2 separate regions of the Gossypium hirsutum genome follow, and region 2 is linked to region 1. The links are chromatin contacts, called in public Hi-C maps. All regions are on one chromosome and are shown on one strand. Each heading gives the region's core, a stretch centred on a gene start, on an enhancer-like site or on the middle of the called end of the contact. The rest is flanking DNA. Distances are from core to core; before and after follow the strand shown.

Region 1 (6,943 bases), core at 2,917-5,416:
ATATTTAGAACAAAAAAATCTTTAGATAGTTATCCAAAGAAATACAGACGACACTCGTAGTGCAACTTTTCAAGAAAGAACGAATTTGATGTGTGTTTGAGTATTGAATAATTCAGTAGTTTAATAGCAAAAAAGAACGATGAGAGAGGGAAGACGTACTTCAAAACATATTTGAAAAGACGCGTTTTCATCGAATAATAATAATGAAAGACTTTTCTGTGCTCAAAAACGTGTTTCAGTAGAATCAGTTTTAGCATATGCGTGCTTCAAAGGATCTTCAGTGTGTTTCAAAACGTGCTTGAAAATGTACCCGAGATTCCTAGAGGCAAGGCACTTTGGTAGGGTTTGAGTGGTGGTGGATAGAAAGCACATCCAGCTGGGCGAGCTTTCTTGTTGACATGACAGGAAAACGCACTTAGCTAGACATGTTTTCAACTAAATATAAAGAAAGCGCGTCCAGCTGGGTGAGCTTTCCTACTGACATGACAAGAAAGCTTGCCTAGTTGAATGCACTTTCTATCCACCATCACTCAAAGGCTGACAAAAGTGCCTTAATCCTGGAAATCACGAGTAAGATTTAAGGTTCCTCTTTCAGGTATTCGATAAAAATGTCTCTTCTACGACGTATTTTCAACCATGAGGTTTTTTCTTTTCAATCTCACCCCTCCCCCACACATATAAAGGGGGAGCTCTCCCTCTATACCCCATCATCCCTGAACCTATCATCTCTCTCGTCATCATCCCTACACTTTACAATATTTCTCTCTTTCAGTTTTCTTCCCCACGTCAATGTTAAAAAATTTCGTCGATAATGAAATTTCCTATTTGAGGTATTATTGAGTCGTCGGTGATGTGATATTGCTCTAAGACACACATTTCATATATGCTACCGAGATGGGACCATTACTTTAGAAACTTATCCTGTGGATATTGGGTTCTGGAGTGATTGAGCTTTATACGGTCACGGGTGGAAGTCTACATAAAGGTTTCGGTTTATAGTCGTTATGAGGTCATGGATCAGATTATAACGAGCAAGCTAGTTGAAGGTCGTTATGCGGGCACGAGCTCAAATTTTTTGGATACCCGAAGATGTTTCCTTATAAATACTATACAGAAGTTTAAGGGCATAATCATAAGGAATAACTGTGAGACTTTCCGCTATAATCAATGTAATTTTTTTCTCTATTTTTATGCAACCAATATCTTTAACTTACCTTATTATCTGAAGGCCAGCGTCGTCGTGTATGTAGGGCTCTCAGGCGGGCAACAGCTATGACATTGGAGTAAAGGTGATGCTCCTTTCGGGTCAACAACGGTTGTTATTAAACAACCCATTAATAACTACAACTGCTGCCGCATCGACTCGAGTTTGACCTTTACTCCAGTGGAACATCTGATCTCTGCTTGAAAGCCCTCTTGTGTCCACCTCGATGTCAACCTTCAAATAAGAATGAAAGATTAAAAATACTGACTCCCTAAAAATAGAGAAAAAAACTACGTTAATTATGTCAGAAAGCCCTTCGTTTTTCCCTACGATTATGGTATTAATATTATATATGATATATATATAAGGCATCATTTATGGGTATCCAAAACGCTTGAATTCATGACCATATAACAACCGTCAACTGGTCCCTAATTATACTCGAACCTATAACCACATCACGACCACCTACTAGGACCTCTACCTAGACTTCGACCTGTGACCATATCAAGCACTGCCACCCCGAAACCTAACTTCCATAGGATGGGTTTCTAAAGTAATGGTCCTATCCCGGCATGAGATATGAAATGTATGTGTTCTTAGACGCATTATCACATCCCCAGCCACTCAAATCTACCTATAAACTTTCACGGTTTCACTCTCAAAACCATAAACCATAAACCCTAGTTTCTAAACAAAAAACCTCTAACCTTAGAAAAACCCTAAAAAATCAATGGTTGAAGAAAGAGTGTGTATGTGAAAGCGCGTCCAGTTGGGTGCGCTTTTACACACACTATTTAAAATTAGCCTATTTCCCTAAATTTAAAAAAACAGCATATTTGGCCAAGTAAAAAAAACGACATATATTAACAATTTAGCAATCAATGGAAATGGAGAAAGAGGAGAGGGGACAGTGCTAAATAAGGATGGTTCACTCGTTCTAGGACCGAGAGCCAGAAAGGAATCCCCCTACTATGTTGATACTTGGGGTATTTATAGGTAAGTGAGGGTTTCTACCCAATTATGTCACTTATTGGGCCTTGTGTGACCCAATGGAGGGTCCAACCATGTTTAAATTGAGGTAGTGATATAAGTATAACAATAATATACCATAAGGTTAGTTGCACGTTTAGGGTTTAAGGTTACATATCATTAATATAAAAATGTACATTATAATAATATAGTTGTAAATACTATATAGGGTTATACAGATCATTACTAATCTACCTTAATTATATAATGTTAATTGTATCTACTATATTTTACCATAAAGTTAGTTACATGTAGGGGTGAAATCGATTTGTTTCGATTGAGTTTTTAGGGCTTTTTGAAGCGTCCATCTTAATTTGGTTTGGTTCTTGATTTTTTCATGTTAATTTTTTGTTTTGAAATTTCTAAACTTTCTTCAAGAAATTTTAAATTATTTTCATTATTTTAAATATAAAATATTTAATTTTATATAATTATAATTATAATTAATCATTTATGAAAAAAAATGGAATTCAATTTGGTTTCATGTTAACGCGATTTTTAAACTTGTATTCCATAAATCATCCAAATACATTGATTCAAATAATTGAGTTTGATCAAATAATGAAAAGAATAATTGCATATTTAAATTTTTTTTATTTTTATATCATTGTTTAGTTAGATACAGGGATAAAAAAAAGATTTAAGTGAATAATTGAATAATATTTAAAGAAGATATTTTTTCTCATAAAAAAATAAACATATTTAAAATTATTAATTAATAATTGTTTTTAAAAAATTATATTATTTTTATATATTGTCTAGTAATTTATGTATATTATAATCAACGTGAAATTCTAGCTTTAGCAGCTAAACTAGTCCTCCAAGGCTAAGATTTAAGCCATGGTAGAAGCAAAATAATGAATACTTTAGAATCGGATACTCATATCTATTCCGAACCCATAACGAATAGTAAATTTTGTTATACAAAACACTTTAGTAAATAAATATTAAATATAAGATTTGAATAAATAATATAAGCAAATATTTATATTGATGTAAAAACATAAGATCTAAACAAAATAAATTAAATAAATATTTATATTATATTTATTTAAAACATCATATCTGAAAATAATTTAATAAATAAGATCTTGAAAAATTAGAAATCAAATAAGGTACTTGGAGAAACGTTGGTCATCTGTCTCCTAGTATGCAACAACAAAATAATCGTGGCAGTAGTACCTCTGCAGTGATCAACGAACAAACCTTACCTTCTTCTATCACTGAAACATTTGAAAATTTGGAAAGAAAAAGAAAAGAATTTTGTTCTGTGTCTCTAAAGAATTTTGCAGTATTCTTTAAGTTTTTATAGGCATTCAGAGGAATTTTGGAATTTTTTATGAATAAAGATACAAATCTGTATTAAATGAGTCTTTAAATGAATTTGAATAAAATTAAATCAAGATGAGATATTTGTCTTTTTAAAACAGATTTTGCAGGTCTAGAAGGTCGTGTCGCCCATGTCACGCGGGTGCACCCGCCAACCCCGATGGACTTGCACTCCTCTTGCACACAAAAGAGAACATTAGTTTAATCATTCAATAATCACCAAGTTGGTTTATATATATATACAAGTTCCACGCTTGATTCACAATCAACGTGGGACTAATATTTTTTTATTTTCCTCAACATAATTCACAAGTAACTTACTTTAAGTATTAATTTTGAGCGTATGATCCGTTGTAAATATCTTATGGGGTAGAATATAAAATCATAATTTTATGATTTAAAATTCCTCATTTATCAATTGAAAATATGTCGTAAAAAAATTTTAAAAATCATATTTTTCCAACATATTTAAATTTAAATAAAATAATAAAATTCAGGATCTAAATTATCATTCAAACAATTATTTTAGGCATTGGAGTTGAATGATAATGACAGCTAAACCTTGAAAATGGAGAATGGAACCGCCTACTTTCCTTGAAAATGAAGGCAGAAAATAACAAATTTGGTGGCCTATTCATGCACTGCACAAAACAGAAAACAATGTGTTCATTGATCTAAATATTATAAACAAAATAATTTTTTATTACTTTGATAAATAATAGAAAAGCCGACAATCACATTCAACTAACCTACATATAGGTGATGGCTTCATACGTGTTGAGAGATTAGGTTTTTCTTCAATTTTCTTTCTTTGTTTTCATAAGAAGGGTACCATTCCAAGATGTTTAGGTGAAAATTGGAGGAAAATCAGGGCAAATAACCAAAAAAGGCCGTTTTTTTCAAAATTTATCGAAATGAGACGGTTTTTTAATTATTTATCGGAATGGGCCATTTTCCGTGAAATCGCGTCCACGTCAGCGCGATGTCAGGGTACGCGCAGAAAATCGCGTCCACGTCAGCGCGATTTGCTGACGTGGAAGGAAATCGCGCCCTCTAGGACGCGATTTGCTGACGTGGCATGAACAGTGTGTTTTTAGCTTGGAAAACTTTGAAAGGCCATAACTTTTGGCTCGGTTGTCCGATTGAGACAATTTTTTTTTTGATTTCGAATAAATTTTCGAGATCTACGCGCTAGAAAACTGCTTAGAGATGAATAGGGACTAATTTGTAAAGTATAATTTGTTAGTTATGAGTATAGGGACTAAAGTGTAATTATTTCAAATTTAGCACAAAATTTTTGTATTTAAGAATATTTGAATGTTATGGAAGGATGAATTTGAATTTGAATTGAAAAACGAAGCTTAGATTTGAAAATATGACTATTTAGGTTTTAGGGACTAAATTGAATAAAATGGAAAATTTTAGGGAACTTCTCAAAAGTGGAATGAGCTGACTTATACCTATAACAGGATGATATAAGACAATTCTGTAAAAAAAGATCCGGTGTTTACTTCAAATAAATGAGGAAAATAATGATTTGAATGTTTCAAAATTCAATTTTAAACCGAAAAAATCAAAATTTAGGGGCAAAAAAGGATCTTTTTTGACGAAAACTTCGGCAAACCGCCATCGGCTGTTTGCCACTCGTAGATCTCGAAAATTTATTCGAAATAAAAAAAATCGTCTCAATCGGACAACCAAGCCAAAAGTTATGGCCTTTCAAAGTTTTCCAAGCTAAAAACACACTGTTCATGCCACGTCAGCAAATCGCATCCTAGAGGGAGCGATTTCCTTCCACATCAGCAAATCGCGCTAACGTGGACGCGATTTCTTGCGCGTACCCTGACATCGCGCTGGCGTGGACACGATTTCGAGGAAAATGGCCCATTCCGGTAAATAATTAAAAAACTGGCCCATTTCGGTAAATTTTGAAAAAAGCCGGCCTTTTTTGGTTATTTGCCCGGAAAATCATACACTTTTTGGGACTAACCAATCTTTTAGTTTTTTTAACAAAATTATAAATTTGATGTAATTATTTGTATTGACATAGAGGGACTAATTCAAGCAATCAGATAATGACACATCATCACTTAGTAGTAAAAATAGATGATTTTTTTAATATAATAATTGATTTACTCTTTCCTCTTTCATCTAACGTATAAGACTAATATGCTCATTTTTTTAATAGAAGAGGCAAACCGTAATTCAATTCCTAATACAAAGACCTTTAAAATACTTTTACCTAGATTATACCTAACAATAAATAGAATGTCCATTCTACCAAGTTTTGAATAAGATATTTTTGTTACTTTGGTAAGTCCAATCTAATTCAATTCAAATTAAATAAATATAAATATTATTTATAACATTATTCAATTTTGAGTGGAAATAAGAAAGGGTAAATTACACCGTTCATCACTAAATTATGGGTAAATTTTTATTTTGGTCTCTTAACTAAAAAAAGTTATAATTGGGTCACTTAACTATTCAAAGTTTTAGTTTAAGCCACTAAACCGTTAAGTTTTTATTTTTTAAAGTTCTGTCAGCAAGCTCCAAGTGACGATTCGACGATCGATATAATGGATTAATACCCATCGACAAGTAGAAGAACATACCTTAGATCCAAGTTGATCTGACGATTAATGACGGAGTTGGAAAAAAAGTTGTTTAAATCTTGGTTCGTAAATTTGTGACATCTAAAGCTGTTTCATAAAAAAAAAGTGAACTATAGAAGAGAAGAGGGAAGAGAGCTTTCGATTGGTGCAAGTAATATGAATAGAGAAAGTCATATAGCATCAATTTTAAAAGCCAATAACTTAAATGAAAACTTTTGAATATTTAACTAAAATGTAACCTGTTTTTGTTAAATAAACCCAAAATTTAGTGGCTAAGTTCATAAGAAATCATTTTGAAATGGGATTGCGATTGGGGCTGGCCAGACCCACGTGCATGTATTGAAGAGGGATTTTTTCCATTTCCAGTTTTGAGAATTTTGATATTGTTGGGCCTAGTCTAGGCCTGTTTCCCTAAATTCTAATGATATATATTCTTCCATATTCTACAAAATAGTTAAAATTTAATTCCAAATAATATGATAAATCAAAATTAATTTATGTGACAAAATTGGAATTTTTTAAATGATGTACACTTTATTTATTATTAAAGCACTTTTTAACTTGAGTTTAAATAAAAAAAATTTTGGTAAACAAACAGCTTTTCAAATCAAACCTTGATTTTAAATTAAAATTTTAATCCGAACTAAAAAAAAGTCAAAATTTTTAGTTTTTGAAAAATTATTTCTCCATGAAGTTACATTTTTATCTCTCATTAAATCTTTCATTTTACAACATCATATTTAAAATTGTCATTTTATATTTT
Region 2 (6,943 bases), core at 2,795-5,294, 82 kb before region 1:
CATGTTACAGATGTAATAAAAGAGTGTGAGACAACTGACCTGTAAATGTTCCAAAGCATTTTGAGCACGTTGTTCTGCCATAGAAGCTTCAAAGTCGATGTAAAAAAGATAGTCGAAGTACCTGGCACCACACATCAACCAGATCAATAGTTTTAATTTTACTTTTTTGTTTGTTATGATAATCTCCATGTCAAATGTATTATTATGCCCTGATTTTTCATTTCAAGGTAGTGCTGTTAACATCTTTCTTTTGATCTTGTTTAACCATTCATATTTATTAGGCTGCGACACCTCGGAAAATAGTGGAATATTACCCACTGCTCGTCAGATGTATATTAATTTACTAAGATCCAGTTTACAATGGTAGATATCAATGAATATAAAAACTTACTTGGCACTCCCTTTGTTAGAATCGTCGACCACCCTTAGAGGACGCCCTTTTTGTGGTCGAGACTCTATCTGAAAATTGATCCAAGAGGCAACATAACAATCAAAGTCTCCTCACATTACAATACAAGACAAAGATGAACACTTTGTTATAATTACCTTTGACAAATTAATACCCCTTAGGGAGAACACAGCCAAAGCTTTAAATAGCATGCCAGGACCTTCTTCTAGAGTAAAAACTATGCTGGTCTGCAAAGTGAAAGATTATCAACAAAAAGGAAACATTGATTCATCAAATAAAATAGAAGTGGCTAAGTTCAAGGAGTTATACCTTATAAAGCCTGTCAGTTCCAGGAATTATGGGTTCTCTTGTGAGTACCAAATACCTGGTAACATTATCATCCTCGTCCTGATGCATTATACCAAACCAAATTGGCTTTGTCAGAAAAATAAAATAAATAAGAGGAAATGCTATTTTACACAAGCCTCAAACATAGGAATCTATTCCAAGCCTATGATACCGAAACCAATTCATTGTTATGAAGCCAGCATTCGTCTTCTTCAATAATCTATGTGACACTAAAGAGGGGCAACAAAAATGAAGGTTTGACCTGGACTTTTTCTGCAAGAATGTCAAGCCCATATAATGCAGCGGCTCTAGCACTTGCTATTGCACCCATATCCCTTCTTCCACTCGAAGCAACTATCTGTTCAAGTATCTTAGTATGTAGAACATCATGAAAAATAAAACAAGAAATGACAAATTAGTATGAGGTCGTCTTCAAATGTACCTTAGCTGCACCAGCAGAATCATCAGCACTGACTCTAACAATGCCCATTTTGGTAAGTGCCATCTCACATTGAGCAAGTGCCTGAAAAAGAGCAACACTAAGACTTCAAGAATCTGAATCCCCAACTTCAACATGAAGTTTGCATATTTGATAAAGTAAATTCCTAAGTGATCTAATACATTTTTTACCAGTATATCCTGAAAGATAAGGTAACTTCCGGAACAAACAAAAAACTAAAACAATATTGGATTATGAACGTAATTAACCTGGGGATGGCTTAAAACACGTTTCACTTCCTGCTTTTCAACACCAGGCAATGCCAAGAGGCAATGGTTAACAACCAACAGTACCTCCCTCACGATGTGTAGCCTATGCCGGAGGAGTAAATCATAATTACGGTGTAGACTACCACCGACAGAATTCTCAATGGGGAGAACTGCCTTATCCACCAACCAAAGTTCAACTGCCTGTTAAAAGAACAAAACAATATAACCGAGAAAATTTCAGCATAGGTTCATGCAGTAAAAAAATACCACTAAAGTACTTATCATCCGAACATTGAATGCTGCTTCAAATTGGTCACATGGCACAGTCTCACAATTAGGGTATGCTTTAAGGGCAGCATCCTCGCCATAGGCACCTGAGATTCCCTAAAATAAGTAATAGCCGACATAAGTATAGCAAGAAACACGTTGGACATTCCATCAAAGAATAAATAAGTTTCAGACCTGAAAAGCAACCCGCAAGTTTGAACCATCATCAGGAAATGGAGATAGATCGGTTTTGGACAGCGGTTCTACAAAACAGTTACATATTCAATCTTAGAAATTGCATTGACCAAAACCCTGTAACGGTCCAAGTTATTAAAGATAAGACACAATACCTTATAAAAGAATAATACAAGAAAATTGGAAATAAATTTATAGAGCACGTCCACGATCAATGAAATCACTAGATCATTCAAGTACACGGTCCAACCTAATTAAATTACATCTGAATAGGAAAGATATTCATTGTATCCAAGTATGAATTAATCCTGTCCTAGATCACGTAACGGTTATACTCCTTTATCCGTACACATGCGGAGTGAGTACATTTGGGAGTCATTCAAACCTTGAACAACTCAAGTTCATCCACGTGAGAGTCCTATCCCATCCCATTGGGTTGACATTACGCATGATACTCAAAAGTTCCAAAAAAGAATATTCCTCCTACTCATAACTACACATGTTAGCAGAAGATGTTGTTCGTAAAAGTAAGCGATGCATGATTCAGTGCAAAATTTTTATGTCCGGCTTCAAACAAACATAACTAAAGATCATAAGCATCAAAAGCCATCAACAAAGTAAATCTCAACTGCCAAGCTAGGAATCTCATTTTGTATTTACTTTCTTGCTAAACCAACGGTTCCATGGGACCGAATAGTCCAAAATAGTTCCAAGCAGGAGACAATAGCAGCCATCTTCTATCTTTACATAGCTACATAACCTTGAAGCACATTCAAACAACTGACATTGAATATAATTGGCCTCATAAATGTAATTCTACATATCAAATGAAACATCATTTATCCTAACGAATGTTCCAACTGTCCTTTATTCAAACTCATTCAAAGTAGAACCTTTCATTTAGCTATAAACACTAGAACAACAAATGGACCCATCTACATTGCCCTTCAACATATTTTAGGATTCTTTTCAACCTCAATCAAAATATTTGCATCAAAAATAAAAAATGAAATGAACATTATTTCCATCTATAATTTCATTAATGCTAATTTATAGAACAAAGCATAGCTTCCATCACATCTAAAATTCATTCAACAACTCAATTAAATTATAGGAAGAGAATTATAAAAAAAAAATTAAAACCCAATATTAGTTGAAAGTACTAGAACCGAGTTAGATTACTAGGAAGAAGATTCAAGTCCTTGTGAAACCCCCTTGAGATTGTGTTCCCATCGTTATCAATCTTCCCAGTGGGAGATGTCTTGGCCCCAGGCTTCTCGTCTTCAACAAGACAAATAGCACTTTGTGCTGAAGCACCCAAAGCACAGCATTCCAATCTAATAGGCCTCAAATCCAACACAATCCTACCTCGGCTATACCCCAAAGCTGGTATCTCAAGAAGAGACTGAGGCTTTTGAGAACAAAAGAAGATCGGAACACACTTCAAAGCCATCAAAAAATACAAGAAATCTCAAAAACCAAATAACACACAATGCCAATGTCCTGCTATTTTTCTATCAAAAAAACAAGAAAAGGCCAAAACTTCAACCTCTCAATGAGTGAAAAAAAGAATCAAGTTTGGTGGTGCGGTGTTGTTGGTGAAACAGAATGAGAGGCAACTTGAAAGGAGAATGCAGGTTAAGTATGAATGGACCCCATAACACAAAACTACTCAAAAAAGAAAAGCCCAAACTATTTTTTTCTCCCCTTCTTTTCAACTGAGAAATCAAACAAATGTTACTGGTAATTCAAAGAACTTGGGTAGACTAGAAAAAGAAGAGGGTAGTTGGGAAAGGAAAGTTGGCCACACGTTTCCTTAGATTAGAGGGTGTTTGACGTCAAAGAAGGAAAGGAAAAAAAACAAAGGTGAAGCCAAGCAATCCAATGAGAATCCAATCTTCAAGAGTGAAACCTGGGTCCTGGGAACAACTATATCACCACCAAACCTTCCATATATGATATTAAATAGAGGAGAATAGGCAGCGTATAATCAGGGAATGGTTTTGGAAACCTGGAAATGGCCTTCCAAATTTCACAATAATGGCTGAGCTGACTTAAACATAACATTAAATTGTATTGGGGAAGAAAATAAATATTAGATAGTATATTCTTCCAAATGTTTTCTGTAGCGTTATCAAAATCCAGTTCAGGCGTTACTAAAGTTATTTAAATAAAATATCTCAATTTTGGACTTTTTTTTTAAGAAATCTTATCCCTTGTACTTTTTTTTATTCATATAAAATTGTAGCCTATTTTCACTTTTAAATAAAAGATAAGGAACTCAAATTCATATTCTCTTGTTTCGATAAATTTTAGTATTTTTTAGGTGAATTGTCAAATTGAACTGGAACTCTCAATTTTCTATTTAAAATATTTTTTGATCTAAAAAAAAAGTTTTTGTATTATAAGTTAATTTATATTTTGGTCTTTTATTCAAAAGTAAATAAATTAGAGTAAATTGGTTCATTTTTTTAAAATATCTCTCTATTTTTATTATAAAAAATTAGTTTATATATGTCAACATGAGGTGCATGTGGCATACAATGTATAATTGTTTAGTTATTTCATTAGTCAAGTCAGTTTTTAATAGTAAAAATATATGTTCTTTAATAAAAATGATCAGTTTGCTTTTTTATTTAACTACAAGAACTAATTTAAATTAGGTTTGATCATGGATCGGGCCATTTGCCTAGACCTGAAAACCCGCTCGAAAAAGTGGGAGAGTTTGGACAAAAATATAGATCCGAAAAATGAACTTGGACAAAAAATAACACCCGTTTTCGAAATGGGTTGGACCTAAGGTAAGATTTTTTTGCCTGGACTTAATCCAGAAAAAAATTTCTATTGCTGTTTGTTGTCATTTTGCTTTGTTTTGCTACTATTTTGTTATTACATTGCTACTATTTTGTTATTATTGTTTGGAAATTGTATAACTCTTATTTTATTGTTAATTTTGTTACTATTTTAAAGGCATTTGCTTGCTAAGTTGTAACTGTCTTAGTATTATTTAAGTATAAAGATTTTTTTAATGTATTTTCAATTTATTGGGAAATATTTATTTTAATGTTTTTAGTATATTTGATGTATTGTATTTTTTAAATTTATTTTTATATAAAAAATAATATAAAAATTTTCAATATGGGCAGGCCAGGTGGGCTCGGGTTTAGTATTTTTTTATCTGGGTCAAGTTTGAGCAAAATTTTAGGTCTATTTTTTGAGTCAAACTTGAGTATAAAATTTGACATCGACCTGGCCCATGATCAAATCTAATTTAAAATTACTCATTTTTTTAATGAGATACAATTTAATTCTTGATATAGGAACTTTTATGATACTTTTATCCAATTTTTTAATATATCTTATTTATTAATTAAAATCAATAATATAGTACATAATCAAGTTGTGAATGTCGTACAACAAAGGATTATCTGTATTTAGTAAGGTGATGGACCATACACTATTACTAGATTGGCACCTAAAACAAAAAGCTACAAACTCAAAACGAGGCACTAGGGCCTTTACAGCAGACATCCATTTCAGTTCTTCTAAGCTTTGTAACATTGTTGGCTGAGTGAGTCACTTTCAATTTAACATTCTGATGACTAGACTTGATTACCACCAGGTTGGGTCGATTTTTAGATTTGAGTTCCATTTAGCTTCAAAAATCTAAAATTCGAACTTGACTTGAAATTGAAATACATTAAATAACACTAATATATTTCTAATTTAGCAAGTAAATGGATTTAAAATAATAGTAAAATTAACCATAAAATAAGACTTATATAATATCCAAACAATAATAATAAAATAATAGTAATATAATAGTAAAACAACAACAACAAAGTTTAAGCTGATCCATGTCGGAGACCAAAAAGTCTTACTGAGACTCGACCCGTTTAGAAAACGAATATTATTGTTTTTCATAGCCCAATTTTTTGACCTATATATATTTTTGTTCAAACCCTTTTATTTTTTAAGTAGATTTTCGAGCCTGGACGAATGACCCAGGTTGGGTTTTAAATTCATGGTTTAATAATTTTAAAAATCTCTTTTGTATTTTAGTTTCTTCATTTTTTCTTATTCTTTTCATTTTTACTTTTCATTAAGCTTTTCGATATCTGTTTTCTATCTCCAGGTTGATATACACTTTGTAATTTTCATTTTTTTTCAGCTTTATTTTAAAAGTATTTGACATAACATATTATTAGAATTAAATTAAATTATTTTTAACCAAATAAGTAAAAATTAATTTGATAACCTTTAATATATTTTCAAGTGTTACAAATTTAAGCCCTAGAAAAAATGGATGAACGCTCTATTGAAGAACAAGATCACTTGGAACGTAGCACCAAGAAGATTAAGGCAATAGATCTTTTTTCTACACCGCCGTCTCGATCTTATAAGGATTCTCTATTGAAGCCACTGGTATCTAATGATTTATTCTAAGGAGTCATCTCAGTGGAAGAGGATGATGATGACTCGAATTTAGATATGGAGGAGCTCTCTGATGAGTTTACAAGTATTCCAACGGTGGAAGTGGATAGAGAGTGGAAACGGAATCTACGAAAACCGTGGAGAAACGCTCCAATCATTAAGTTGTTAGGGAAGTCGATCTCATACAGTGCCCTTATATAACGATTAACAACTATGTGGAATCTAGATGAGGAGTTTGATTGCATTGATTTGGGACATGATTTTTATGTTGTTAAATTCTTGAGCGCAGAGGATCTCTTGACGGTGATAACGGCGGGTTCTTGGAAGATTATGGATCATTATCTTACAATACAAAAATGGAAGCCGAACTTTCACCCGACTATGGGAACGGTTGCATCCATAGCAGTGTGGATTCAATTGCTTGGTTTACCTTTGGAATATTTCAATGAAGAAGTACTAGTTAAAGTCGGGAAGCTTGTTGGTAGACGCATCAAATTGGATTCTAATACAGTTTATACTACTAGGGGGAAGTTTGCAAGAATTTATATTGAAATTTATCTGTCCAAGCCTTTGATTCCATCAATTAGAATTGGTAATTTCGTT

Evidence for each region. Hi-C and Micro-C count contacts between places; a contact is called where the count stands out from the background.
Region 2: a Hi-C map of hypocotyl shows a contact between it and region 1, with 5 times the contacts expected there. The contact joins the promoter of LOC107901960 here to the enhancer-like site in region 1. A contact is called at or near these places in 15 of 34 Hi-C or Micro-C datasets (anther, callus, cotyledon and 3 more).

What each region holds. Positions count from the first base shown.
Region 1 is chrD06:56,685,499-56,692,441 of Gossypium_hirsutum_v2.1, reverse strand. No RefSeq gene overlaps it. Among protein-coding and RNA genes, the nearest start is that of LOC107901959, 30 kb to the right of the region's middle. Within about 2 kb of position 4,166, at least 3 of the 9 cell types and tissues checked have an H3K27ac peak or open chromatin away from gene starts, as enhancers often do. A contact at or near this core is called in hypocotyl and leaf, where this site is marked.
Region 2 is chrD06:56,766,973-56,773,915 of Gossypium_hirsutum_v2.1, reverse strand. It overlaps LOC107901960 (arogenate dehydratase/prephenate dehydratase 1, chloroplastic), which reads right to left and starts at 4,044. Exons shown (of 11, transcript XM_016828155.2): 1 at 3,089-4,044; 2 at 1,907-1,974; 3 at 1,736-1,828; 4 at 1,445-1,645; 5 at 1,179-1,259; 6 at 999-1,094; 7 at 719-796; 8 at 547-636; 9 at 392-459; 10 at 40-121. The coding sequence starts at 3,359.